5 separate regions of the Sus scrofa genome follow, and all the other regions are linked to region 5. Evidence: chromatin contacts called from public Hi-C and promoter capture Hi-C data. All regions are on one chromosome and are shown on one strand. The core of a region is the stretch at or near the end of the contact, and the rest is flanking DNA. Distances in the headings are between cores, read along the strand shown. Region 1 overlaps SPIRE1 (protein spire homolog 1). Region 2 overlaps PRELID3A (PRELI domain containing protein 3A). Region 3 holds the start of CEP192 (centrosomal protein of 192 kDa). Region 4 overlaps PRELID3A (PRELI domain containing protein 3A). Region 5 holds the start of SPIRE1 (protein spire homolog 1).

Region 1 (5,222 bases), core at 894-3,393, 180 kb before region 5:
TGCTCTGATCTGGACTCAGAAAGTCAGTAGACATCTGTCTTTCTACACATCTCACAGAGAAACTTTAGTGGAAGAAGATCCTAAAATACATCTGGCCAATAAGGGAACAGCTTGTGTAAAGGAATGAATATCAAACTGAATATCACATAATTAAGATACATAAAGGGCCAATGATGTGCTCTAGTTAGGTAACATAAAAACATTGAGAATTTTCCTGAATTCATTGTGGGTTTAAGCTTCCTAATTTTTTTTTTTTGCTATTTCTTGGGCCGCTCCCACGACATATGGAGGTTCCCAGGCTAGGGGTCCAATCGGAGCTGTAGCCGCCGGCCTATGCCAGAGCCACAGCAATGCAAGATCCGAAACGCATCTGCAGCCTACACCACAGCTCACGGCAACGCCGGATCGTTAACCCACTGAGCAAGGGCAGGGACTGAACCCGCAACCTCATGGTTCCTAGTCGGATTCGTTAACCACTGCGCCACGACGGGAACTCCCCCTAATTTTTTCTTAAGCCTTTCCTCCCCACCCCCTCCCCGGCCATGCTTGTGGCATGTGGAAGTTCCTGGGCCAGGGATGGAACCCATGCCAGAGCAGTGACCTGTGCCACAGCAGAGGCAATGCCAGATCCTTAACCTGCTGTGACAAAAGAGAACTCCCTCTTATGCCTTTCAGAACTACAAGAAATTTTCTTTGATGGGACATTTGAAGAACATACCCCTTGAGGAAAAAAAAAAAAAAAAAAAAAAAAAAAAAAAAAAAAAAAAAAAAAAAAAAAAAAAAAAAAAAAAAAAGAACATACCCTTGAGGAATTCTATTTAGAAGAAAAAAAACAAAAGCTCTATCTTTCTCTATATAATTTGTCCCACAGATGTGACTTCTTTTATAATAAATTGTTATATACTAGTTATGGATTTTAGTTTCCTACCCCACTGAGGTGAAAAAGGAGGCAGGCTGCTTGGTGACAAAGCAGTTACAGTGGTGGCTCATTTTCAGTGATTTCCTTGTAGACTGTATTTCTCAAACTGATCATAAACCCCTGATACTAACTTCCCACCCTAGGTGGTTTCTAACAACTAGTTACCAAAAGAAATTGCCATTTTACAACAGGAACTCCACACAGAAGGCATGATGGAAAGTCATTTATTTTTCCCCCAGATAAATTTCAAAATAAAAGACTTTAATGGAAAATGTTTAGTACCGTCATGTCACGCTGAATGCCAGCAATACCTCGACTTTTATACACACAGGAAGCCAGGTCGCAGTGTACACATTTCTTCATGGCCCTTCAACAGTTTGCATGTACAAAACTGCCTGCTATTTTGCTTTTGCAAATAGCAACGTGGTTTGAAATTTTCATGTGTCCTGTGTGACACCTAAAATCCAGACTTAGTTTATTAATACAGTTAAAAAAATAAAAGCCTTGAAAAATTCCCATTATGAGTTCATGGTGCTAATTACATGGGGTGAGCATATGAGTTCATGGGATCTCATCAAATGTAAGATCATTAAAAACTCCATAACAACCTTCTAGTTTAATCTGAAAGGCTTAAGACTTAAAATCTAGTAAGACTGCTAAATCGATGTACAAATCAATTACTTGGTTTAACATTTACTCGCCTTGGGAGAGTTAATTCTCACTGTCCACTGGAATGAATGCCTTTCGAATATTAATCACTATATTACAGTATTTACAAGCATTCTTAGCTATTGCAACACTGGCAGCAAGTTAAGCTGTGAGAAGGGAAACAAAGGTCTCCCTGCAGGGTGGGTTCATGGGGTGAAAAGGAGGATCTGGGGGGACAGGGTGATGCTGGGGGTGAGGCAGGGGACCCGCAGAAAGTGCCGAGACAGGACAAGGAGGAGCAGCGAATCGGGAGTAAGGAACTGAGGGGACGAGGCTGAGGGCTGTAATCACCACACGCTCTTAGCAAGAGGCCCTCTGGAAGTGACCATGAGGCCGAGGAGGTGGGGCATCCATAAATAAGGGAGGGCTCAGCACGAGAACGTGTCCCTGCACATGGGGTACCCACCGTCTGAGCTGGCCACGTGCCTTCTTCCTCTGCTTCCTGCAGACTGTCCCGGGAGACCCTCCCGCCTGAGCTCCCAGTCCACGTGGCGGACCCCAACTGCACTGTTACCGCTCTGCCGAGAGGCCTGTGCCCCAGCGGCCTCACAGGATCAAACTCGGGGCAGCTGCGGCCAAGACTGGTTTCATGTGCTGGTTTCATCTGCTGTGTGAATGCAGGCGCAGCTCTCATCTGGGGCTACTGCTTCAAGACACCTGTAAACCGGTCACCATGTCTCGAAGCGCACTCTGCTAGCCGGGACTGCGCATGGGGACAAGCCCCGCCTGCCACCTAGCATCCCTGTCCCAGGGGTGGTCAGAGGCTCCACCAAACAACCCAGGCTCTAGAGTCCAAACTGACCTTGGAAAATTTTACAAGTGAAGTTCACTCAAAACAATGTTTACAGCTCTTAAGTAAGAGTCTTTACAACCATTTAAACATTTTCAAAGTCACTAAGAGTTGCTGGTGGCCCACTTTTACCTGCAAATACAGACAAACTGTTCACATGCATTACTTCAGTCAATTGGTAAAGTTTATTTTATAAGTATAAGCAATTTTAAGCCATTTACTAATTTATAAATTTCAGTCATTAAAAATTCGCAGCGCAGTTCTGAGGTATCACTGTTAATGTACTACAGAAATGTTACCCTATCTGGACATGGCATGAAGTGTGACCGCCATGCCTTGGGTTAAGTGGTGCTGTCGCAGCGCTGACTACGGAGAAGCTTCAGGGAACCGCAGAGACTGGCACCTTGACTGGGGTCATTGCTGGGGACATTGCTAAGCATCCAAAATAACAAGGGACGGCCCAGGGAATGGGCCAAATAAGCCGAGAGATTACTGGTGTACAATGCTACCCTCCAACCTACCTCACCAAACCCCCACCCTGCTCACTCAAGCCGCTCACAGGGAAAACGTGTGCAAAAAGCATCCAAAAAGCCTATCAGCAGGTTAATTTTCTTGTAATTTTAAAAGAACTAGACAATGGTTTTTTTTTTTCCATTTAAAATTCACTTATAAAAATAAATAAATTTCAGTTTGAGACCTTAGGTACCAAATTGTGGCTGAATTTAGGCGTGATGGCGAGACTATAAAGTTATGACACTGTGGTTGGGAATGTGGGGTTCCAGCTCACTCCCTGCAGTGCGGCCCACAAGGGCATCCTTCACGGTCACAGTCTTGTCACAGCTGGCCAAAACGCTCAACCCCTGGACAAACTTCTAACCTTTCTTTGACCCAAAATACCACAAAACTTTACTTCTGAGATCCCCGTTATGAAAGGACTGGTAACCATAATACATTCAAGACAAGAGCAGAGGAGCTGTCACTGCTCCGAAGATGCTCCCCCACTCGGGGCAGAGCCAGCAGCGTGGAGGACACGGCCACCCACCTGGAGCAGAGCGGCATCGACGTCCTGCACGGGCGTGGCCCTCACCCCAGAGAACAGTCCCACACAGTCAGCCAGAGAGTCAGAGCAAACCCTGCGGGTTCTGTGCTGGGACAGGCAGCGCTGCGCACATCGGCGAGGACCATGTCCTGGAGATGCCATTGTGACTTAGCGCGTGCGGGCAGCGCCGAAGTCCACGCCGTCTTAGACCCAGTTCGTGCTGAGACGCTTTCTGCCTTAGTCAGACAACTATGTGAGGAGCAGTAAAGAACTGAACTAAGGAAAAAGGTTCTGCCTCCACATCCACACACACACACACACACAAAAGCAAGTTTCAAACCGCTGTCCTCTCTCAGAGTGGACAAGCCACTGGCTGACCTGTCATGTGTCATCGAGGTGAACACAGTACTCAGTCTGTGGAATAAGGTGATGCAGCAGAAACCTGCCCTGATGCAACCTCTAGCCCGAGGCTGAGCCGGGCCAGCTAGTGCCCTCCACCGAGGCCGCCGGGCACAGGGCAGGGCTCAGACCTCGCTGATGGTCCTCTCCGAGGGCCAGTACTCCGAGGGGCCTGCAGAAGCCATGGAGAAAGACTGGGTTTTCCTTTTCAATCGGGCTCTCTTGTTGGCCAACACGAGGCTATGCCGGCTTGAACTGATGATCTCTGAAATGAACTTTTTGCAGTCTACACACACCTCCATGGCACTCCAGTCCTCCATCAGCTCTTTGGGAAACTGTAGGTCTTCATCTGATTTGTCCACAGACTTGGATTTTGAAGACAATCTGGGAAAAAACAAAAACATTTAAAGCATACGGGATTGTTACTTATAGTTCTACCACAATACTAAGAACATATGTGCAGAAAAAGTAAATTTGCTGCCAAACATTACAGAATAGGTGAGTCATGTCATGTTCATCCGAAGAAGTTATGACTGGTGACAGAGTTCGAAATATTAAAAAAAAAAAAAAAAAGAAACCAGGAAACATGTTTTCTTAAGAAATAATAATACTAAAAACTCTTAGTACCCCTTCTAGGATTTTTGGAAGATTACTCAGAGTACTCACTGGATTACTGTACACATATAGATCGTGAACTTTAACAACAAAAACGACATAAAGCATGTGTTGCTAACGTCCTATTTGATGACTCAGAGAACTTCAAGCTCTTTCTCCAGTGACCAGTGTCATGGTTAATGAACCTCAGTTAACTCTGGACAGTAGGTCAGACAAGAGGAACTCAAGTACATTTATCTTAATCCTATGACATATCCTGAACAATGATCTTTGGACCAGCTGTCTTATCATTTTTGTTATGATCAAATATACCTCACCCTCCACAACAGTTCTCTGTAACTGAGTAATTGAATCCAAACAGGATTCCAGAGAACAGGAATCAACTAGACCAACATCCGACCAAATGTTCTGGGTAAGTTTTGGAAATAACGAGGAATCATGTACTCATTTACTGTTTCGATTAAACCGAACAAGAGCACAGGTTGGAGTCAGGAAAGGAAGGAACACAGACTTGTGGTCCCATGGCCCCGAGCCTGTGGGGCAGTGCACAGTCAGGCCATGAAGGAGCACCCGCACCTCAGCAAAGCCTGGCACCGGGGCAGGGACCTTGGGCACGGGTTACTTTCTGGGCTCACAGCTTCCCTGCCTCACTGTCCACAGACCTTGACAGGCGGAAGTGGCCACGGTCTAGCATTTGACACCAATTTCAGGGTTCCTCCCAAAAGGGGGACAGCTGGTGCATAACACCCCAA
Region 2 (4,795 bases), core at 1,317-3,816, 210 kb before region 5:
AAAAAAAAAAAAAAAAAGGAAAAGAACAAAAAAATAAAAGAGACCAAAATAAACTTAAAAGTTTTTGGACAGCAAAGGAAACCATAAACAAAACAAAAAGGCAACCTACAGAATGGGAAAAAAATATTTGCAAATGATGCAGCCAATTAGGGAATAATTTCCAAAATATACAAACAGCTCATACCACTCAAAAATCAAAAACCTCAATCAAAAAATGGGCAAAAGATCTAGACATCTCTCCAGAGAAGACATACAGATGGCCAACAGGCATGTGAAAAATGCTTAATTTGTCATCACTAATTATGAGAGAAATGCAAATCAAACTATGAGGTGGAGTTCCTATCATGCTCAGCAATTAATGAAACTGACTAGCATCCATGTGGACACCGGTTCAATCCCTGGCCTCGCTCAGGGGGTTAAGGATCCAACGTTGCCGTTACCTGTGGTGTAGGTCGCAGATGCAGCTCAGATCCTGCATTTCTGTGGCTCTGGTGTAGGCCTGTGGCTACAGCTCTGATTGGACCCCTAGCCTGGGAACATCCTTATGCTGTGGGTGTGGCCCTAAAAAAAAAACAAAAACAGGTTTTCTTTTTTTTCTTTTTGCTTTTCAGGGCCACACCCACAACATATGGAAGTTCCCAGGCTAGGGGTCTAATCGATGCTGCAGCTGCTGGCCTACACCAGAGCCACAGCAATGCCAGATCCAAGCTGCATCTTCGACCTACACCACAGCTCACTGTAATGCCAGAGCTTTAACCCACTGAGTTTGGCCAGGGATCGAACCCGCAACCTCATGGTTCCTAGTTGGAGTCATTTACGCTGCGCCACGATGGCAGCTCCCAAAAAGGTTAATTTTTGTGAATTTCACCTCAGTAAAGAACAGGAAGACATAAAAAAATACATCCATGTAAACACAGAGCTGAGACATCCAAAGAAAACCATTGTGTTGGTGCCTTTGGTAACGTCCCCAGCATTTTCTCTCTCCTCTTTTTCTGCAGATCCTCTTGGTCATATGTTAAGCTTTCTGGATTGCTCTTGGAACTTTCTTATAGTTTTTCTCCTCTTTATTCTACCTTCTGGGAGATTTCCTGGACTTCAACCTTCCAACTCTCACTAATTTTTATCTTGGCAAACGGTTTTCTAAATTTCTAAGTCTTTCCTGCTCATTGTAGCATCCTGTCCTTCCTTCCCAGATGTAGAGCCTTCACTCCTATCTGTAGTGATGAGTGTGAAGGGAGCTTTTCTCTTCGTCCCACTTTCCCCTGATGTCTCTTCATAGTGTCACCAATGGGAAGCATCGTCTTTTACCCTGTGACCCTTTCTGCAGTGAACCTCTTGTTCCACAAACTCGGGGTGACTCTGGATAACCTCATAGAGGTAATGGTCTAAAACTTGTCATGTAGGGAGTTCTGTTCTAGAGGGAGACATGGAAACTCATTTTGGAAACTGGTTTTAAAAAATATTCATCTATTTTTTATTGAGGAATACTTGACTTAAAATATTATATAAGTTTCAGGTATAAACGTAGTGATGCACAATTTTTTAAAGGTTATATTCCATTTATGGTTATTATAAAATATTGACTGTATTCCCTGTGCTTTTAGCTTATTTATTTTAACACATAATAGTTTGTATAATCTTAATCCCCGGAGTTCCTGTCGTGGCACAGCAGAAACGAATCCAACTAGGAACCATAAGGTTGTGGGTTTGATCCCTGGCCTCCCTGAGTGGGTTAAGGATCAGGCATTGCTGTGAGCTGTGGTGCAGGTCTGATCCCGTGTGGCTGTGGCTGTGGCTGTGGCTGTGGCTGTGGCCAGCAGTTGTAGCTCTGGTTAGACCCCTAGCCTGGGAACCTCCATATGCCGCAGGTGCGGCCCTAAAAAGCAAAAAAAAAAACCCCAAAAATCTTAATCCTCCATCCGTCTTGTCCCTCCCTCTCCCTGCTCCCACTCATACCCTTTGGTTTGTTCTATCTGTGAGCCTGTGCAAACTGCAGTTTCAGAGTAGGCACAAGTGCCAGAAAGGGTGGATTCTCGTGAATACTCTACAATGGCTGGAGTATGCAGAGGTGCCCTGCATAATTTTGCAAGGAAATTGCATTTTTAGGGCAAGGACAGTTTGTGAATGTCAGTTATTTGGCTCTTTGATTTTTTGGTAGACTGAAAGCATGTGTGTATGTGGAGGTTTTGTTCTCCTGTGCATTACAGTACAAATACATTTTTTTCTTGAGGGGGTCAGTCATGAAGAAAGCAAGCAATAATGATTATCTTCAGAGGCTTTTTTTAAGCATAAAATTGGCTTCGGAACTTTCAGTTTGGTCTGGAAGTGGATTCAGTGTTTATCTGTACAGCTGTATTTGGAATTCACAGTAAGAACAGTGGTAAATATTGTCTGACAAAATAGAGGAAGCAGTGTGTCGATGGCTGTGTGAAACTTAACCTGGATTTCTAATTTGGGATCGATTCTCAGCTGGCGTGTTTCATAATGAGTATCCCTCAGCACTGCTGTTGTGTGGTGCTCGGGGACAGCCTGGCTACTGAGTGGCTCTCAGCAGAGACCAGAACATGAGGGCACTGGGCCGCGGAGGCTCTTCCCCAGAGGGTCCTCACTGCTGCTCTCTTGGCAGGGTCGCGAGGCCTTGGAGTGGGTGATCGGCCACCTGAACTTGGAGCTGGAGGGCCTGGCAGCCCCTGCCTGCAGCAGGGCGTGAAGTACCACCGGCCCCTGGCCTTGCGCTTCCCCTCGCCCAGGACACGAGACACAGGCTGGGCAGCAAGTCAGCGGCCGGGGCTTGATGTGCACGCTCTGCGCGTGTGTCAGAGGGGACATTCGTGCTTACTGCCTGTGTGTCCAGGGACTTTGAGGAGAGGGACTCTGGAAAGGGGCCGAATTTGCTACATTTGGGCCAACTGGTTACCTTTTCTTTTTTTTTTTTTTTTTTTTTTTTTTTTTTTTTTTGGTGGAAAGGTTTTTTTGTTTAAGAAGTTAACCCTTTGATATTCCCTTCTCTAGTAACTAGAGTATCAGTGAAAAAGGGAACAGCTTTCCCACACGCTGTAACCTTCCAACACTTGGATGGAAATACTTGTGGGCGTCGAGCTGCAGGTTTGCTATGGTCAGGGACAGTTCTCGGGAAGAATGATCTGTCAGGGCAGCAGCGGGTTTTAAACATTAGAGCCTGAGCTTGGCCTTGGAGCGTATTAATTCTGTAGGTTCCAGGCCCTCGGCCCTGGTATCCTGCCAGGTCTGATGTGGCCCAGGAGCTGCCCCGCCAACAAGCGCTGGGCCTGGGCCTCTGCCCTGGGCTCTGCGGCAAACCTGCCAGTACTCAAGTTTCCTGCTCTACAAACATCACTTAATTTGTTTGGCAGATTTCATGAGACCTTAGATTTCATCTTGGAGATGGGTTTTTAAATATATAACAAGTAACATAAAGCATCCCTATATCATTTTAGTTTCTGAACATGAAATGAGATGCATTTTTCTTTATGTTTTAACTGAACCAACCATTTTAGCTCTTTTTAGAGAAATGAGTATTAGGAGAAACTAGTTATTTTGATAATGTCCTATTACTTGCCTAAGGCTTTTTTTTTTTTTTTTTTTCCAAAAGCATAGAAATAAATCCAGAATTCTGTCTTTCCTCTGTTTCCTCCTTTATATCTCTGTTACAGTGTCCCTTAAGTCTGGTGGAAATCAAAGTTGAATGCACTAGTTACTGTGTCACCTCTGCAGATAAACCAGAAGTTACTGGGCTGATGCTCAAGGGAAACCTAGAGTGCTGAATACTCTTTGAAGACACTTCTGCCCATTTGGCATTAGAACCAAGTGTCTCTGTCTGATTTGTGCCAGTGGCTTCTGGCTTCTCAAAAGTGAGTGACTTTGCTCCAGCACTTCCGTCCTTGTGGTGAGGAAGGGGGTGCCATGTGCTGGGAGTCTGCGGTGAATTCCCCTTTCTTCCCTGGCAGATCTCTTACAGCAAGGCCTTAGGGAATGTCCTTGTACTAAGAACAGACAGCTCCGCCTTCAGGAATGTCTGTGTGCTGAGAACAGATTTTCACAGGCCCTCTTACAGCTTCAGTATCCACAGGAGAGTCAGGGGACTTTGGCGGCTGGGGGAGAGCTTTGTGAACCTGCTGTGGGTTTATGGAGTGTGTGGTGAGCCCAGGCTTACCCTGTGAGCCCTAAGTTTTGTTCCTACGTTCCCATGTGTACAGTGTGGATGCTGGAACCTGCCTGATGGGATCCAGGCAGAGAGTGGGCATGAAGACCTCCGTGCAGCCTCACAGCTCCTGGCCACAGTGCTCTCACCAGGGTGCTGGCCCATCGCTGCACCACAGAGACCCTGCGGGGACTACTGGTGCGGCTGGTACTGGGGATACTGGCCTCACTGGTGGAACATAATATTTTGGTGACAGTATGTTTTTTTTTTAAAAAACTTTTATAATTACTAGTACGAGTTAACACCAGTGAAAGGGGCAGGCTCCCTGTGACCCTCCCCTCACCTGGCCTTTATGAATCCTTGTCCGAGGAGTTCCCGTCGTGGCGCAGTGGTTAACGAATCTGACTAGGAACCATGAGGTTGCAGGTTCGATCCCTGGCCTTGCTCAGTGGGTCAGAATCTGGCATTGCTGTGAGCTGTGGTATAGGTTGCAGACGCGGCTTGGATCTGGCGTCGCTGTGGCTCTGGTGTAGGCTGGCGGCTACAGTTCGATTAGACCCCTAGCCTGGGAACCTCCATATGCCGCAGGAGCGGTCCTAGAAAAGTCAAAAAGACAAAAAAAAAAAAAAAAAAAAA
Region 3 (4,578 bases), core at 1,320-3,819, 200 kb after region 5:
AGGTTCATACAATAAATTCAGCCTGATCCTACTTTATTTGCCTTCCACCGTTATTCCACACTCTTTTAAAAAATTGCTCTATAAAGAAGTTCCCGTCATGGCTCAGTGGTTAACGAATCTGACTAGGAGCCATGAGGTTGCGGGGGTTTAATCCCTGGCCTTGCTCAGTGGGTTAACGATCCGGCGTTGCCGTTGCGGTGACCTGTGCTGTGGGTCGCAGACGCGGCTCAGATCCCAAGTTGCTGTGGCTCTGGTGTAGGCTGGTGGCTACAGCTCCGATTAGACCCCTAGCCTGGGAACCTCCATATGCCATGGGTGAGGCCCTAGAAAAGGCAAAAGGACACACACACACAAATTTGCTGTATAAAAAAAAGAAAAAAAAATTGCTCTAAAAAATAATCTCTTTAAAAAAAATCCTTCTATTCAAGCTTCCACCCATATAATCTCTGACCTCCATTGATCTACTTACTGTCTCAAAACCTGTAATTTCTTCTTAAGGTTTGGAGCTTGTAGACACACAGAAACACAACCTGAATGTTGAGAGTTAAGTTTTTCGTTTTTTTGTTTTTGTTTTTTGTCTTTTCTAGGGCTGTACCTGCGGCATATGGAGGTTCCCAGGCTAGGGCTGTAGCCACCGGCCTACACCAGAGCCACAGCAACGTGGGATCTGAGCCGCGTCTTCGACCTACACCACAGCTCACGGCAACCACGGATCCTTAACCCACTGAGTGAGGCTTCCTAGTTGGATTCGTTAATCACTGAGCCATGACAGGAACTCCGAAAGTTAAGTTTTATTTGGGGCGAGATTAGGACTTAAGTCCAGGACAAACTTCTTAGGTAGCCCTGAGAAACTGCTCTGAGGTGAGGGAGGAAGCTAGGATATATGAGTTTTTGCAACAAACAGGAGGTAATAAGAACGAAAGATTTACGGATAACCAGATTTACAGAAGATGATTTATGGAAAACCAGTTTTTGTGGGAAGCCATAAAGGTCTTTGTGTAATCACTCTGTTGATATGGTTTCCTGAGTTCCCTCAGGGCTGACTGGCCCACCCTTGGCAGTAGCTGTTCTCACAGATGACATCTTTTGTTTTGTCCACTAACTTTCCAAAGAGGAAAGGAGGAATATCAAGACATGTCATACAGGTGAAGGGGGAGGTGCATGTAGCCTTGCACACATTTTACAGAAGTTTGCTGCTGGTCTTGTGAAGGTTACTACTAGTCACAGACATTAGTCATCATGAATGAATTTCAGTGTTTTTCTAGATATGAGAAGATGCAATAATTGGGCTCATAAAACCTTCCCCTAAAAATATCTAATAGTCTGAAGATCTGTTCATCCACTTTTCCCAGAGCGCAGAAGCCTCAGTCCTGGTCTCCACCCTGAGCTTAGGTCAGGGGGTACTGTGGGTGGGCAGCTGCAATAGAGGCTGATGGCAAGTGCTAAACTTCAGTTAACAAGCTCCTGTAAATCCATAGGACTTTCATAGACAGTACTTTCTTTGGAAATGAGTGCCTTTGAACTTATAAGTTATAATAGTTCTTAGTACTCATACCTGCAACTCAGGGATTTGGGGCTTTGCCTCTTGAAACGCCAATAGAAACTGACCATTTTTAGTGGTGGGGGGCAGGCACGTGAAGGCACTTCCAGCAAGACCAAGCATTCCCCACCTCCCGGTGGGGGCATCTCCCAGACAGCAGTCCGGCCTCCCTGCCGCAGCCAGACGCACGCCCGTCTGCGCTGCCCACTCTGGTGTGCACCCCCCTGACCCGCTCCAAGCACCGCGTCAGCGAACAGGGGCAGAGGATATTGAGTCAGGACAGAGGCCTGCTGACAGCAGTCTTAACCTTTGCATCCTCCCCAATTTCTACACATCGACAGTCAGTTAACTTTCTTCAGATGGTGGCGGGAGTCCCAAGAGGCCAAGGGACCCCGTGAGCTCAAAGGGCGGGGAAGAGTGAGGCCTCCGAGGGGAAGGACAGGCTCAGGAGGGTCCCGCTGATTGTGACGAGCCCGGGGCGTGACAGCGAAGCGTAACGGCCTAGGGCGTGGCCTCGCGGAATAGGCGGAGCCGAGGCGGGGCGGGCCTCGTAGGGTTGCTCGACCTTGGGCTGGATCTCTTGGGGTACGAAGGACTGGGGCGTGGCCTTACGGGGCTCTGTTGGGCTGAGCGCGGGGGCACACGGAGTTATGGTGGGCAGGGCGTGCCCTCACGGGGCTTGACGGCCGGGGGGAGGGGTGGGGCGGGCCCCCAGGGGTTTGACGGACATGGGGCGGGGCCCGCGGAGTGTAACAGGCGGGGCGGGTGTGTGGCCTCGCGGGGTAGGGAGGGCCGGGGCAGGGAAGGTCTGAGGATTATGAGGCTGGGGGGCGGGGCCTGGAAGGGAGTCTCACGGACTGGGGCGGGGCCTCGCGGGGTATATAAGGGGTTGGGGGGCGTGGCCTCGCCGGGTATGGATGGCTGGGGGCGGAGCTCGCGGGGTATGACGGGCCGAGGCGGGCCCTCGCAGGGTGTGATAGGGTAGGGGTGGGACCCCTCGGGTATGACGGGCTGGGGCGGGGCCTCGCAGGGAATGACGGGCCGGGGGTGGGGCGCCGCGCAGCCCGGGGCGCGCAAGCAGCACGCGGGAAGCACCGCTGCGCGCGCCCTGGCCCCTGGTCCCAGTGGGCTGCGGTCCGCGCGCAGCCGCGCCTCCCTCTCGGAGGCGGGAGGAGCCTGCCGCAGCCATGTTTGTGGCGCGCAGCATCGCGGCGGACCACAAGGATCTCATCCACGATGTGTCTTTCGACTTCCATGGGCGGCGGATGGCCACCTGCTCCAGCGACCAGAGCGTCAAGGTGCGCGCGGGGCCGAGCCCGGAAGTGGGGCAGGAGCGTGCGGGGCCCGCCATTGGAGCGGAGAGGCGCGTGGAGAGTTCGGTCCTCCCGATGTGAGGCGTACTCCTGGGCACGAGGCCTGGAGGTCGGCCGGTGGGCAGCCTCTGTCTTCCCCCCGGGTATTGTGGGATCACCGTCGCCCGAGGCCGCAGGGGGCGCGTGCTTGTACGCATCACGGCGGCGTGCGCGCCCCCGCGTGGGGGACGCCGGGCGCGCGGGTCAGCCCTTCTCGGTGGGAGCGCTGTGGCTGGCCCGTACCCGGGCCCTGGGTCCCAGAGTCGCCATCCGCGCCGTTTGGGTTTGTCCTCGCGGCGTCCCCGCCCTTCCGCAGACAGGCCGCGCGGTGAGAGCTCGCTCCTCCGGCTGTCGAGTTGGCTTGCGAGGGGCTGGCCCTCCGCCCTCCGTTTGGGTATAGCGTTAATGTCTGTTAACAGAACAGGTTTCCTTACCCGCTGAGTACTCGGTCTTCTAGTAGCTTTGTGCGCCAGCAGTGTTGCAGTGAAAATCATCATTAACTTAGCTTGTTGTATTTCTCCGGTGATTGCCTTAGGCACATTCCAGTAGAGAAATGAGTGCATCTTTTAAAAGCTTTTGAGAATAATCTGTAGATTGCCTTGTTGGGCTTGTATTACAACCGACGTAGAAGAGTATTGTGTTATTATCGTCCATGTCGGGCATCATCAGTGCAGTTCAAATTTTTGTTGTTTTGTTGTAGTGAGTACATATAACAAAATTCTCAACCACTTTTAAGTATACAGTCCAGTGGTATTAAGTACGTTCATATCTTTGTGCTACCGTCACCATCATCCATCTCCAGAACCTTTTGATTTGGCACTGTGCCCATTAAACATTCACTCAAAAGTCCCCCTGCCCTTGGCACCCACCTATCTGCTTTTTGTCTCTGAATTTGACTCCTCTGGGGACTCCTATAAGTGGAATCTTAAAATATTTATCTTTTTTGTGACTGCCTGATTTCACTTAGCATAATGTTTTGAAGTTTATACATGTAGCATGTATCATGATTGCTTTCCTGTAAAGGAAATATTTAAGTTAAACTTAAAAATTTTCAAAGGCTTATTGTTGGAGTTCCCACTGTGGTACAGAGGGTTAAGGATCTGGCATTGCCACACCTGTGGATTGGATTTGACCCCTGGCCTGGCTGGAACTGCCATCTGCCCCAGACACAGCCGAAAAAGGGGGGCGGGTGCTGAATGTTGTACACACCACGTTTTACTTATCACTCATCTGTTAGTGGAGATGGGTTTCCTCTACATTTTAGTTGTGAATAATGAATGCTGCTATGAATGTGGGTAAACAAACACCTCTTCAAGATCCTGTTTTCAGCACTTTTGGGTGTAGATTCAGAAGTGGAATTGCAGGATCATGTGGCAAATCTTTTTTATTAGAGGAGTTCCCATTGTGGTGCAGTGGAAACGAATCCGACTAGGAACCATGAGGTTGCAGGTTCAATCCCTGGCCTCACTCAGTGGGTTAAGGATCTGGCGTTGCCCTGAGCTTTGGTGCAGGCCTGCAGCTACAGCTCTGATTCAAACCCTAGCCTGGGAACCTCCAAGTGCTGCAGGCGCAGCCCTAAAAAAAAAAAAAAAAAAATTTATTGGCGTATATTTCATTTACAATGCTGTATTAGTTTCAGGTGTATAGCAAAGTGAATCAGTTAAACATGTGTATATGTTTATGTCT
Region 4 (5,180 bases), core at 1,975-4,474, 240 kb before region 5:
ACCCCCGAAGGGTTTCCTGAAACTCAACCAGGTGGCTCTGCAGTGGTGACAACAGATGGAGTCCCACCCATCCCTGGCCAAGCTGCTCCCAAGATCATGACGCCCTCAGAGTCATCTTTGACTCACTGAACAATCAGTTATCAACTGCTCACTGTTTGCCAGATACTGAGACGGCTCCTGGGCACACAGAAAAGAGCCAGGCCTGATCTCATCCCAGAGCTCAGCCTAGCGCAGGTCGCCTTTCCCAACTCAGCAGTACTGTGGTTGCCAAGGCTGCTCTTTAACAATGCCTGTTCCTGGGTCTCACCGCAGAGATGCTAATTCACAAGGTAAGAGAGAGGTGGCACCTAGACACCTGCTTCTGTAATAAGCACTAACCTGGTAGGAGAGACAGAAACACAAAATTGTAAAAGTGTGCTGAGAGGAATGGCCAAGGCACTGGGAGCTGCCTTGGGAGGCCCACCCAAGTGGGCGAGGAGCACCCCAGGCTGATGGGATGAGACTCCCAGGGGCCAGCTGGGCTGCTGTGAAGTATCCCAGCGAGGGGCAATGATGGACTGAGTGAGGCCAGTGGTCAGCAGGGACAGTGACAACAATGCTAAGCACAGTCACGTATCCAGGACTTTACAGCAGCCCTCACTAATTCCCACAAGCCCCAAAGGACTTTTTTTTTTTTTTTTTAAACTATGGATGATATAGTGACCTTTTGAGAGGTTAGCAGTTTGCAGAAGGAGGGCCAGGACTGGAAATTAGGTTTGTTCCTCTTCAAACTCACACCTTCAGCTACGACTACAAACCGTATTGGCTCCTAAAGGATGTGGAAGAAAGAGTGAATTAAGACGAATGGTGAGAGGTAAATCCCAAAGGACTGGATGACTGGTTGGATGTGGGGTCAGGGAGTACTGTTGCTCAGGTGCCTGCCTGATGCGAGGAACCTGGGCCGGGAATACTGGAAGAGGAATCTGCTTAAGGTGGGAAATGCCTGACCATGATACATTTGCTGTAGGACCTAGGGACAACTGTGGGCAACTGGACAGATGGGTAGAAATGAGATGGAGACGCAGGCTGGGGGGCGGTGGGACCCATGACAGTCAGTGAGTCACTCGAGAAGCGGATGTAGAGAAAGAAGGGCAGAGGGGAATAGGCGTCTGCAGGGGAGGTGGGGAAGCAGGGGGCAGAGTTTCCAGGAGGGTGTGCAGCACCAAGGCCCAGGAGGAGAGTGACTGACAGCGCCTGTCAGAGGGGGTTGCGGATGACGGATGAGGGAGTTCTGGGAGCCCATTACGTTCACGGGAAGAAACAGCAGTAAAGGAGTGGGAAGAGCAGGTGCAAACTCTTCCTTTGAAACGTTTAGATGAGAAGTTGTGGGGGCAGTCTCCCAGATGCTGTGCAGTGGGGCAGGGGAAAGGAGTCTCCATTTCTAACAGACTCTTGGCCAATGGAGCTGTTGCTGCTCCTGGACAAGACTTGATGGAACAGAGTGAGAGAGAGGGTGGCCTTTAACTGAAAATGGAGATAGCAGCATAGGACTTCAAGCAGGGTAGTGACTTTGATCTGTTGTTCAACAATCAATGATTGATGGTGTACCTATTGTGTTTCTGCCTCTGGAAATACCAAGAATAATGATAACCTAGTTCCTGATGGTCATAACATGTGGTTCTGAGTCTTGGAGGGGAGTGTGTACAGGTTGAGATGTAACCAGAAGTGCTGACACCTGAGCCAGGCTTGGCTGGCTAAGACCCGACAACTGTGTGTAAGGTCAATTTGAAGGCGAGGGGGGTCCAGAGAACAGTGGAACTAGCGGCCACCCTCATATCACTAAGTAGTGACTCTGTGCTGAGATGTTTCCTGGTTAGGGTCTCAGCTTCCCTACAAACTCTCAAGACAGTGTCCTCTAATGTGGGGTGCCTGGGTGATTCTGGGAACCTGGCATCCAGCCCCATTTCTTCAGCTTCATGCTCAGTGTGTATTTGTGGAAAATACTAATTGTAAATGGTGACGCTCTTTAGAACTAAAATGACATCCCTGAGCCCAGAGTCTAGTGCAGGGTGTGTTCCACAGCTGGCCTGGGCACAACTGCCTGTCACACAGCGCGGTTGTGAAGGGGACTCTTGGAAACATGATTCTCATCTCGGTTCTACCCTCTGTGTGTGGTCACTCAGCACTTTTCCACCTCCTCCAACCCTAATTTGCTCATTTATAAAACAGGGACAGTAACACTTATGTGGGAAGATTACTGTGAGCTTAGAGCCATAAGCGGTAAAAGTCAGTGTTGATGGTGGGGCCAGAGGCCCAGCCCAGGGCTTCTGGCTGTTTCCCCACTCGCCACTTCACTGGCTCATCGCACAGGTTAAGCTCAGGTGCCAGCATGGTGAGGGTGCTGCCCTCATACCTGCAGCTCATTCTGGGGGGTTCACCCCCTTCTCCAACTAGCATCTTGCCTCTTTGCACTTGAACTGTATTTGTAGTGGGCAGGATAAATACATACCTAAAAAGAAAAAATGATTTTTCCTGGGTACAATGGGGAAAGAGTCTCTCTTTCCCTTTTCTTAGAGCATCTGCTCTAGAACACTCCCAAGTCCTTGTCTTTTGAGACATACATAAATGTTTTTAAAGGCTAGGTAGGCCTTTTTGCAGTTGTGCAACCCAGGAATGTTTTTTTCTCAAGGACCTGGGAGCCATCTCCACTTCCTGGAAACTCCTGGCTTCAAGATGCAACCCTACTTCCTATGGGACAGTCATGAGAAATGTGTTCCTCCGGATAAAGACATGTAGCAAACACAAGCGGCCACTGCAATTGCCGGTGAGCTTAGGTTGAGCCCTGACAAGCGATGCTGTCAAATCCTGTCACTTGAGAGCAAGGACGGAGGGTCACACATGCTTGGCTCCATAAATGGTGGGGTTACTTAGGGTCTTCAATGCCCACAGTGGAAAGCCCAAGAGGCCCCCACATACCAGTGTAAAGCATATTCCACACTGACGCTGCTTTCTTTCTCTGCCCCTCTGTGGAGAGGTTTGGCAGGCTAGCAGAAGACCTGTTCGTTATCCTTCCCAACACTGGGAACTTGCCTGGCTAGAAGGTGCTCTGGGAGAATTTGAACCACCTGACCGGAAGGAATGAGCCCTGCCTCGGTTGCGCAGTGGTGGCAGAGCAGGCTCTGGGCGCCTGCAAGGCTTCTGCCCGCTGCTCACGTGATGAGCAGGAGCCCCGCCCACCGTGTCAGCCCGCCCCGCCCAGTCCCTCCCACGCCCCGCCTGGCGCGGAGCAGAGCATCCTGGAGCAGCCAGAGCCCAGGGCATCTCGGGGGCGGAGCATCCTGAGTCTTGGAGCATCCCAGGCCGCGATTTGCAGCGGCTGCGGCGAGATGAGGGTCTGGAGCTCGGAGCACGTGTTCCGGTGAGCTGGCTGTGGCCGCAGTGCGTCCGGCCTGGGCCTAGGCTGTGCCCAAGGGCGAGCGGTGAGGTGGCAAGAGGGCCCGGGGTGGGGAGGATTGCGTCCTTGGACCCCGCTGGCCTGGTTTCACCGTGTACTGGGGCAGTCGTATGAGCCAGGAGTTAAGACCTGCCATGCTGCTGATCATGAGAGGGCGCCAGCGTGGGCAGGTGAAGGCTTTTAGCTCCAATGCTCCGTGAGTGTGGACCGCCTCCCCCTGATTAAAAATGCCCTCGTGACTTGTCATGTCATCTGTGACACTCTGTGATATTCTTTCATATTCTTTAAAGGAACAAAGGTTTTTAAATTCTCTGACCCTGCTTAGAACAGCATTTCATTTTTGAATTAAAACAATGCATGAAATAGAATTGTCTTCCTTTGGCCTTTTTATGTAAAATTATAAATTTATCAACAGGATTAAAAACTCTGAAATTATTTTAATGACATCTTTAGGCTTGATGGGATGAAGTTTTAGTGTTGAGTTTTGCATAGCTTGCAGCCTTTCTCAGCTGGGGTTCCATTCCCAGACTGACTCCAGAGATTTTCTCAGTTCTTCCAAGAATGGGACATGCCGGGCACCATCTAAGTGCAGAGAAGTTAAGTCATTGCAGATTGTAGATGCCCAGGCAGTGCACTCAGGTGGGGACTCCCCAGAAGTTCAGGAAGCATTGGTTGACAAGCAGAAGGGAATTGTCAGCTGTGAAAAGTCACAGATGATAAAATTCCCTAGCTTAAAACATACAACTCAATGACTCTTAGTAAATTTATGGAGTTGTACAAACCTCCACAGCCCAGTTTTAGAACATTCCTTATCCTACAGAGAACCATCATGCCATCTGCAGTCACTCTCCACTCCCTTCCCCAGCCTTAGGCAACCACTGATTTGCTTCCTGTTTCTGTGGATTTTCTGGACATTTCAGATAAAAGTGGTCATATAGCACTGGGCCTGGCTGCTTTCATTTAGTGTGATTGTTGAGGTTCATCCACGTGGTAGCTTGCGTCCCTATGTCAATCCTCACCTTGTTGTTGTATGTCCCTAGCACATAGTAGATGCTCAGTGAGAGGCTGAAGAATATCACCCTTTGAAGAGAGTGTGATTGTCCACCAAAGGAATTCCAGCCAACCCTGAGCTGCTGTGGACTAGGCACAGATCCCCTGCCATGGATTTCTGACCTGTGGGATGCAGCTGAGGCGAGGCCATGTGGCTGCCAGGGAGATTGATGTGGAGCTCTGCAGAGTGGCACTGAACTGGGAGCCTGGCTTCCTGGCTGGGCAGTTACCCAGCAGTTTTCCCCTTGCTTAGTCCCTTCAAATCCCTGATTTTTTTTTTTTTTGAAGATTATGCAGATTTTGTTTTCTTTTTATACTTGCTTTCTCTTTATATGTTGTTGAATATTTGATGGAAAATTAATAAATTTACTCTTTAATGGCGAAAAACCATCAGACACAAAAACTTGTCGTCTTAAAGTTTTCCTCTAATGTCCACATCCCGGAGACACCCTGGGACCTGGAGATCAGAGCCAAGGCAGCATAAACTCCTACATAAATGGAGAACCCTTTAGTTTAAATAGTAGTAGAAAATACAGGACTGATATAGAAACATATAGGAAGGGGCACTTAAAAATTAACAGGCTTTTTAATGCAGGTTTGTAAATCTCATGCTCACAGCACTGACTGAGATTTCAGATGGACCTATAACAAAATCTTCAATAACAGAGCCAACACGCATAGATTTCTAGCAGACCAC
Region 5 (4,552 bases), core at 1,962-4,461:
GACCTGGATTTGATTCAAAGAATTACCAGTGTGAATGTGAGCATATCACTTAACTTTCTAAACCTCCATTTAGGAAAAAAGTCAATGGATAACATGTGAAAAAAAAAAAAAAAAAAAAAAAAACAATGTAGCTGACTGCCAACATAAAATCACGTTAAATATCTCAGAATGAAAAAGAAAGTGCTTCTTAGAATGGAGATGTCACAATTACCATTTTTTCTTAGAAAAAGAATTTTTTTTTTAAATGACTGCGCCCAAGGCATATGGAAGTTCTGGGCCAGGGACTGAATCCAAGCTGCAGCTGCCGCCTATGTCACAGCTGGGACAACTCAAGATCCTTTAACCCACTGCACTGGGCCACGATAGAACCTGCACCTCAGCAGCAACACAAACCGCTGCAGTGGAACTCTCAACACACTGCACCACAGTGAGAATTCTAAAAATAAAATTTAACAAGGGTGTACAGTACCAAGTTATACAGGATTTTTAAGAATCAAGATTAAATGTTCAGAAGACACTGTGCTCCCCACAGCCACGCAACTACTCTTAATACTAGGAGGAAATAAACTAATATAAACAATATTTTAGTATGAACTTCCCAGATTTTTACTCAATCGGCCTTAAAATGCTCAAGATCATACATATCAGCAACACAGACTGGGCTCTCCCCAAAACCAGCAGCAAAGGTCACCAGCAGAACTAAGAAGGAAGAGAATGGATTACAAATCCACTATTGCTGCTGTAGGAAACAACTCTGCCATTCTCTCCAGAAAGAGTGTGTTACACTGAGGTCAACATGGTATCATACATAGTAATGATGTAAAAAAAGAATACATTTCAACATGAGGTTATGATTTTTTTAAAAAACTACCAGCAGAATCCAGCAGTCTTTGATAATTAAACTACTAATAGTTCACAAACATAGCTTAAACTATACTCTCTTGGGATTAAGCTCAAGGACAATGTAAATTCGGAATTGTTCCTTTTGGAAATCACCACTACCAATGCCACTTGTTTTTGTTTTGTTTTGTTTTGTTTGCTTTTTAGGGCCGCACCTGCAGCATATGGAAGTTCCCAGGCTATGGGTCGAATTGGAGCTGCAGCTGCTGGCCTACGCCACAGCCACAATACCACCAGATCCGAGCCACATCTGCAACCTATACCACAGCTCATGGCAACGCCAGATCCTTAACCCACTGAGCGAGGCCAGCGATCGAACCTGGGTCCTCAAGGATACTAGTCAGATTCGGATTTGTTTCAGCTGAGCCAGAACAGGAACTCCCCCAATGCTACTTCTAAAACCAGGCTGCACACAACCATTTTTCCCTTTGAAGACATGGCTTTGCTATATTTTACAAAAGCATCTTTTCATGTCATGTTAATAAACTGTAAATAAACTGCAATTATAAATATTTCCCACTAACATTAAGTCCAAGTTTAAAAGCAACAGACATCAAATAGACTAAAAAATTGTCTTAAATAATTTCAAAAGAATCCTAAAAAGACTAGCTTTAAATAAATAAAAATTCTAAAAATCTGTTTATCTGACACCAAAAATAAATAACTACTCTGTTGGAACTGAAAAAATTGATAACATAATCTTGACTGTTCTCTACCCCGATCAATTTAATGAGGATTTTCATTAGATGTCACATTATTAATTCTGAAGCACATCTTTCACCTTAAACATTTTGACACTTCCATCAACTTCCTAAAAGTGAGGGTGGATTTTTTTTCCTGTTTTTAATAGATTTGTCTCTCGAAAGACTGAATTAGATAAAAACTGATAGGAGAAACCTATTATCCACCTCTTTTTCATCCACAGAAATTTGGGTAAGCCCTAGCTATATGCTGACGGGTAGGTAATAGTCTTCCAGAATTTACATCAGAAAATGACCTAAGTAAAATCCACTGTACCTATTTATCTGACAACCTGTCAACTTTTTAACCTCACAAGCCTGTTTTCCATCACAACAAATTGTAAGGTGCACGGAAACCATATTATTTCTTTATTTTTATCATAATTCAGTCGCTTCCTCCATTTCTCCCAAAATAGCTTTCTCTCCTCAGGGCTCAATTGTCTGCATTTTCAACTGAGAGAACCTGGTGTGCAGTGGTTTAAAGTACTACCAGCCTCTCGCTGGATGAGCGCAGCCTCGGGACAGCCGGCCCGGCCAGGTCTCTGGAAGCCGGCAGCGCCCAGCGCGTCCCACCCGGGCTCGGCCCCGAGCACCACCCGCGCGTTCACACGGCCCAGAGCTTTCCGCCTGCGACCCCACGCCTCCCCGCCGGCCGTGGGCAGGGGCGCTGGACAGGCCGCGCACTGACCCTGGAGCCCACACGGCTCCCGGGGCCACCGCCCACGCTCCCACCGCCCGAGCTCCAACACCTCCGTGAGGGTGAGGGGCACGGCGCGGAAGGACGGGGGGCGGCGGCCCCGGGAGCTGCAAGGGAAGGGCCCGGGGCCTCGGCAAGGATCCTCCTGCGAGACATGAAGGGAGAGTGGACCGGGGCGGAAGCGCCGGGGGCCAGGATGGGGATCGTCCGTGGTGCTGCTGGAGATGGGGGTCGCGGTGGGGGAGGGTCCGCGGCGGGAGAAGGGATAGCGGGGCGGGCGGAGGCTCACCCGAGGCGGGGGCCGGCTCTCCCGCATCGCCGGCGGCAGGCTCCAGGGTGACGGCGCCGTCCCTCCACACGCGGATCTGCGCTGCCGAGCGCACCCGGCGGCGGGGCTGGCGGCGGCCAGCGTCCGAGGCGCGCAGAGAGCCGCAGCATTGGTAGCACACGGCCCACGCCTGCTCCTCGTTGATGGGCTGGTTATAGAGCCGCAGGATCTCCTCCAGGCTCAGCGCGGCCGGCGGACCCGCGGCCTCCCCGGGGTCCGGAGGCCCCTCGCCGCCCTCCCGACCGGCCGGCTGAGCCATCCCGCGGGTCGCGCCGCGCTCGCAACGCCGCGTCGCCTCAGCTGCGGAGCATCGTCTTTGCGCGCCGCCGCCGCCTCATCCCCGGAACCCCGCCCAGCGGGCCAGGCGCGCCGCTGCGGGTAGAGGGCGGGGACGGGGCGGGACCGGGGCCGCCACCAGGAAGGGGACGGGCCAGGGACTGAGCCGGGGAGCTGGGTGAGAAACCAGACGGAGAACCTGGGCTGGTCAGGGGGCCTGACAGGACCGCCACCAGCAAGTAGCAGAGCAATGGCGTCCGCGGCCCCGCCCCCAAAGCCCCGCCCGGGGCTAGCCCCGCCCCCTGGTCTCGCCCCCCGGGTAGGTCCCTCTTCCTAGCTCCGCCCCATAGTTAACCCCGCCCCTTAGTCGGCCCCGCCCCAAAGTCCCGCCCCAGGGATTCGCTCCTCCCCGTCCCGCAAAGGCTCCCGCCGAGTGCCAGCTCCTGGGCGCTGGTCCAACCACCGCACCCTCTCTCTTTCGGGCCAACCCTCACAGTGCCCTTGCTCCTCCCGGTACCCGCGCCCTGCTCTGCTCTGTCGGGTACTATCTCCATCAAGGCACCAGACAATTGGCTTGGATAACCTCCCTATCCACTCCCAACTTCACCCTAAGCCCCAAGAGGACTGGATCTTTAATGGGTTTTACTCACCAGCTTTTTCCAAGAGCGCATATCAGGGCCTGAGGTACAAACTTGTTGCAAATTATCTGCCGATGGTAACATTCTACTCTGAGATTAGTGCCGAGTGAGAACCTTGAGTTGGAAGCATCAACCAAGCAAGGAAAGAACCTATAGTAAGTACCAGTAAGCCTTTTAAGGCAGTTATTAGATATGGCACTCTCGACATTTTTTTTTTTTTCTTTTTAGGGCTACACCTGTGGCAAATGGAAGTTCCTGATCTAGGGGTTGAATCCATGCTGCAGCTGCCAACCACAGACACAGCATCCCAGGATCTGAGCCTCTTTTGCAACCTACACCACAACTCACCACAAAGTGGGATCCTTAAACCACTGAACGAGGCCAGGGATCGAACCCATATCCTCGTGGATACTGGTAGGGTTCACTGTTGCCGAGCCATACCGGGAACTCCCAACAATTGCATCTTTTAGTAGAAATTACTGCAGTCTATTATTAATGACCAAGATACCACAGTACATGTAGCAGAATTAGGGAGAAGAGAAGAAAACAGGAGAGAATATAAAAGGAAGAAACTGAGTGAGTTCCTGCTATGGTGCAGTGGGGTAAGAGTCCTACTGCAGTTCAGAGATGCAGGTTTACCACTGCAGTGCATTAAAGGATCCGGCATTGCCATAGCTGCAGCTTCAATCCAATCCCTGGCAGGGGAATTTTCATGTGCAGTGAGTGTGGCCAAAAAAAGAAAGAAATTGAAAGACGAGAGGAAAAAAAATTCTCCTTAGGCACTCAAGTATAATATCATTACAAGAGAGAAAAACAATTATTTAACATCACTTAATCATGGGTTTATAATCCTTTTTATAAAAATGAAATATGTGTGCCACAGCCCTGAGTAGAAAACAACCAATTCCTTACATGATATTGGTAGGATGTATATATATGCCTCTTGATTTAGAAACACAGAAATTAGGGAGTT

What was found. Promoter capture Hi-C pulls out the DNA fragments that hold promoters and counts their contacts. A called contact is a pair of places that touch in the nucleus more often than the background predicts.
Region 1: a contact with region 5 is called in a Hi-C map of omental adipose tissue, with 2.5 times the contacts expected there. The contact joins the enhancer-like site here to the promoter of SPIRE1 in region 5. A contact is called at or near these places in 4 of 5 promoter capture datasets (fetal liver, fetal skeletal muscle, liver and 1 more), 23 of 47 Hi-C or Micro-C datasets (adipocytes, adipose tissue, alveolar macrophages and 15 more) and 2 of 2 datasets of contacts at active chromatin or transcription factors (alveolar macrophages and skeletal muscle).
Region 2: a promoter capture Hi-C map of skeletal muscle shows a contact between it and region 5, with 5 times the contacts expected there. The contact joins the enhancer-like site here to the promoter of SPIRE1 in region 5. A contact is called at or near these places in 3 of 5 promoter capture datasets (fetal liver, fetal skeletal muscle and skeletal muscle), 4 of 47 Hi-C or Micro-C datasets (embryonic fibroblasts, omental adipose tissue, retroperitoneal adipose tissue and 1 more) and 2 of 2 datasets of contacts at active chromatin or transcription factors (alveolar macrophages and skeletal muscle).
Region 3: a contact with region 5 is called in a Hi-C map of skeletal muscle, with 7 times the contacts expected there. The contact joins the promoter of CEP192 here to the promoter of SPIRE1 in region 5. A contact is called at or near these places in 1 of 47 Hi-C or Micro-C datasets (skeletal muscle) and 1 of 2 datasets of contacts at active chromatin or transcription factors (alveolar macrophages).
Region 4: a contact with region 5 is called in a Hi-C map of brain, with 10 times the contacts expected there. The contact joins the enhancer-like site here to the promoter of SPIRE1 in region 5. A contact is called at or near these places in 4 of 5 promoter capture datasets (fetal liver, fetal skeletal muscle and liver), 8 of 47 Hi-C or Micro-C datasets (brain, embryonic fibroblasts, epiblast stem cells and 3 more) and 1 of 2 datasets of contacts at active chromatin or transcription factors (alveolar macrophages).

The regions. Positions count from the first base shown.
Region 1 is chr6:97,110,497-97,115,718 of Sscrofa11.1, reverse strand. It overlaps SPIRE1 (protein spire homolog 1), which reads right to left. Exons shown (of 18, transcript XM_021096025.1): 18 at 1,128-4,239. The coding sequence ends at 3,981. Among named protein-coding and RNA genes, the nearest start is that of PRELID3A, 88 kb to the left of the region's middle. Within about 2 kb of position 2,143, at least 2 of the 83 cell types and tissues checked have an H3K27ac peak or open chromatin away from gene starts, as enhancers often do. A contact at or near this core is called in omental adipose tissue, where this site is marked.
Region 2 is chr6:97,146,177-97,150,971 of Sscrofa11.1, reverse strand. All of the region lies in intron 8 of PRELID3A (PRELI domain containing protein 3A), which reads left to right. Among named protein-coding and RNA genes, the nearest start is that of PRELID3A, 52 kb to the left of the region's middle. Within about 2 kb of position 2,566, at least 15 of the 83 cell types and tissues checked have an H3K27ac peak or open chromatin away from gene starts, as enhancers often do. A contact at or near this core is called in fetal liver, fetal skeletal muscle and skeletal muscle, where this site is marked.
Region 3 is chr6:96,731,791-96,736,368 of Sscrofa11.1, reverse strand. CEP192 (centrosomal protein of 192 kDa) reads left to right here and starts at 2,569. Exons shown (of 54, transcript XM_021096019.1): 1 at 2,569-2,838. The coding sequence starts at 2,728.
Region 4 is chr6:97,170,590-97,175,769 of Sscrofa11.1, reverse strand. It overlaps PRELID3A (PRELI domain containing protein 3A), which reads left to right. Exons shown (of 10, transcript XR_002344989.1): 2 at 1-329; 3 at 2,669-2,803; 4 at 3,014-3,397. Among named protein-coding and RNA genes, the nearest start is that of PRELID3A, 28 kb to the left of the region's middle. Within about 2 kb of position 3,224, at least 43 of the 83 cell types and tissues checked have an H3K27ac peak or open chromatin away from gene starts, as enhancers often do. A contact at or near this core is called in brain and embryonic fibroblasts, where this site is marked.
Region 5 is chr6:96,932,682-96,937,233 of Sscrofa11.1, reverse strand. SPIRE1 (protein spire homolog 1) reads right to left here and starts at 3,211. Exons shown (of 18, transcript XM_021096025.1): 1 at 2,627-3,211. The coding sequence starts at 2,924.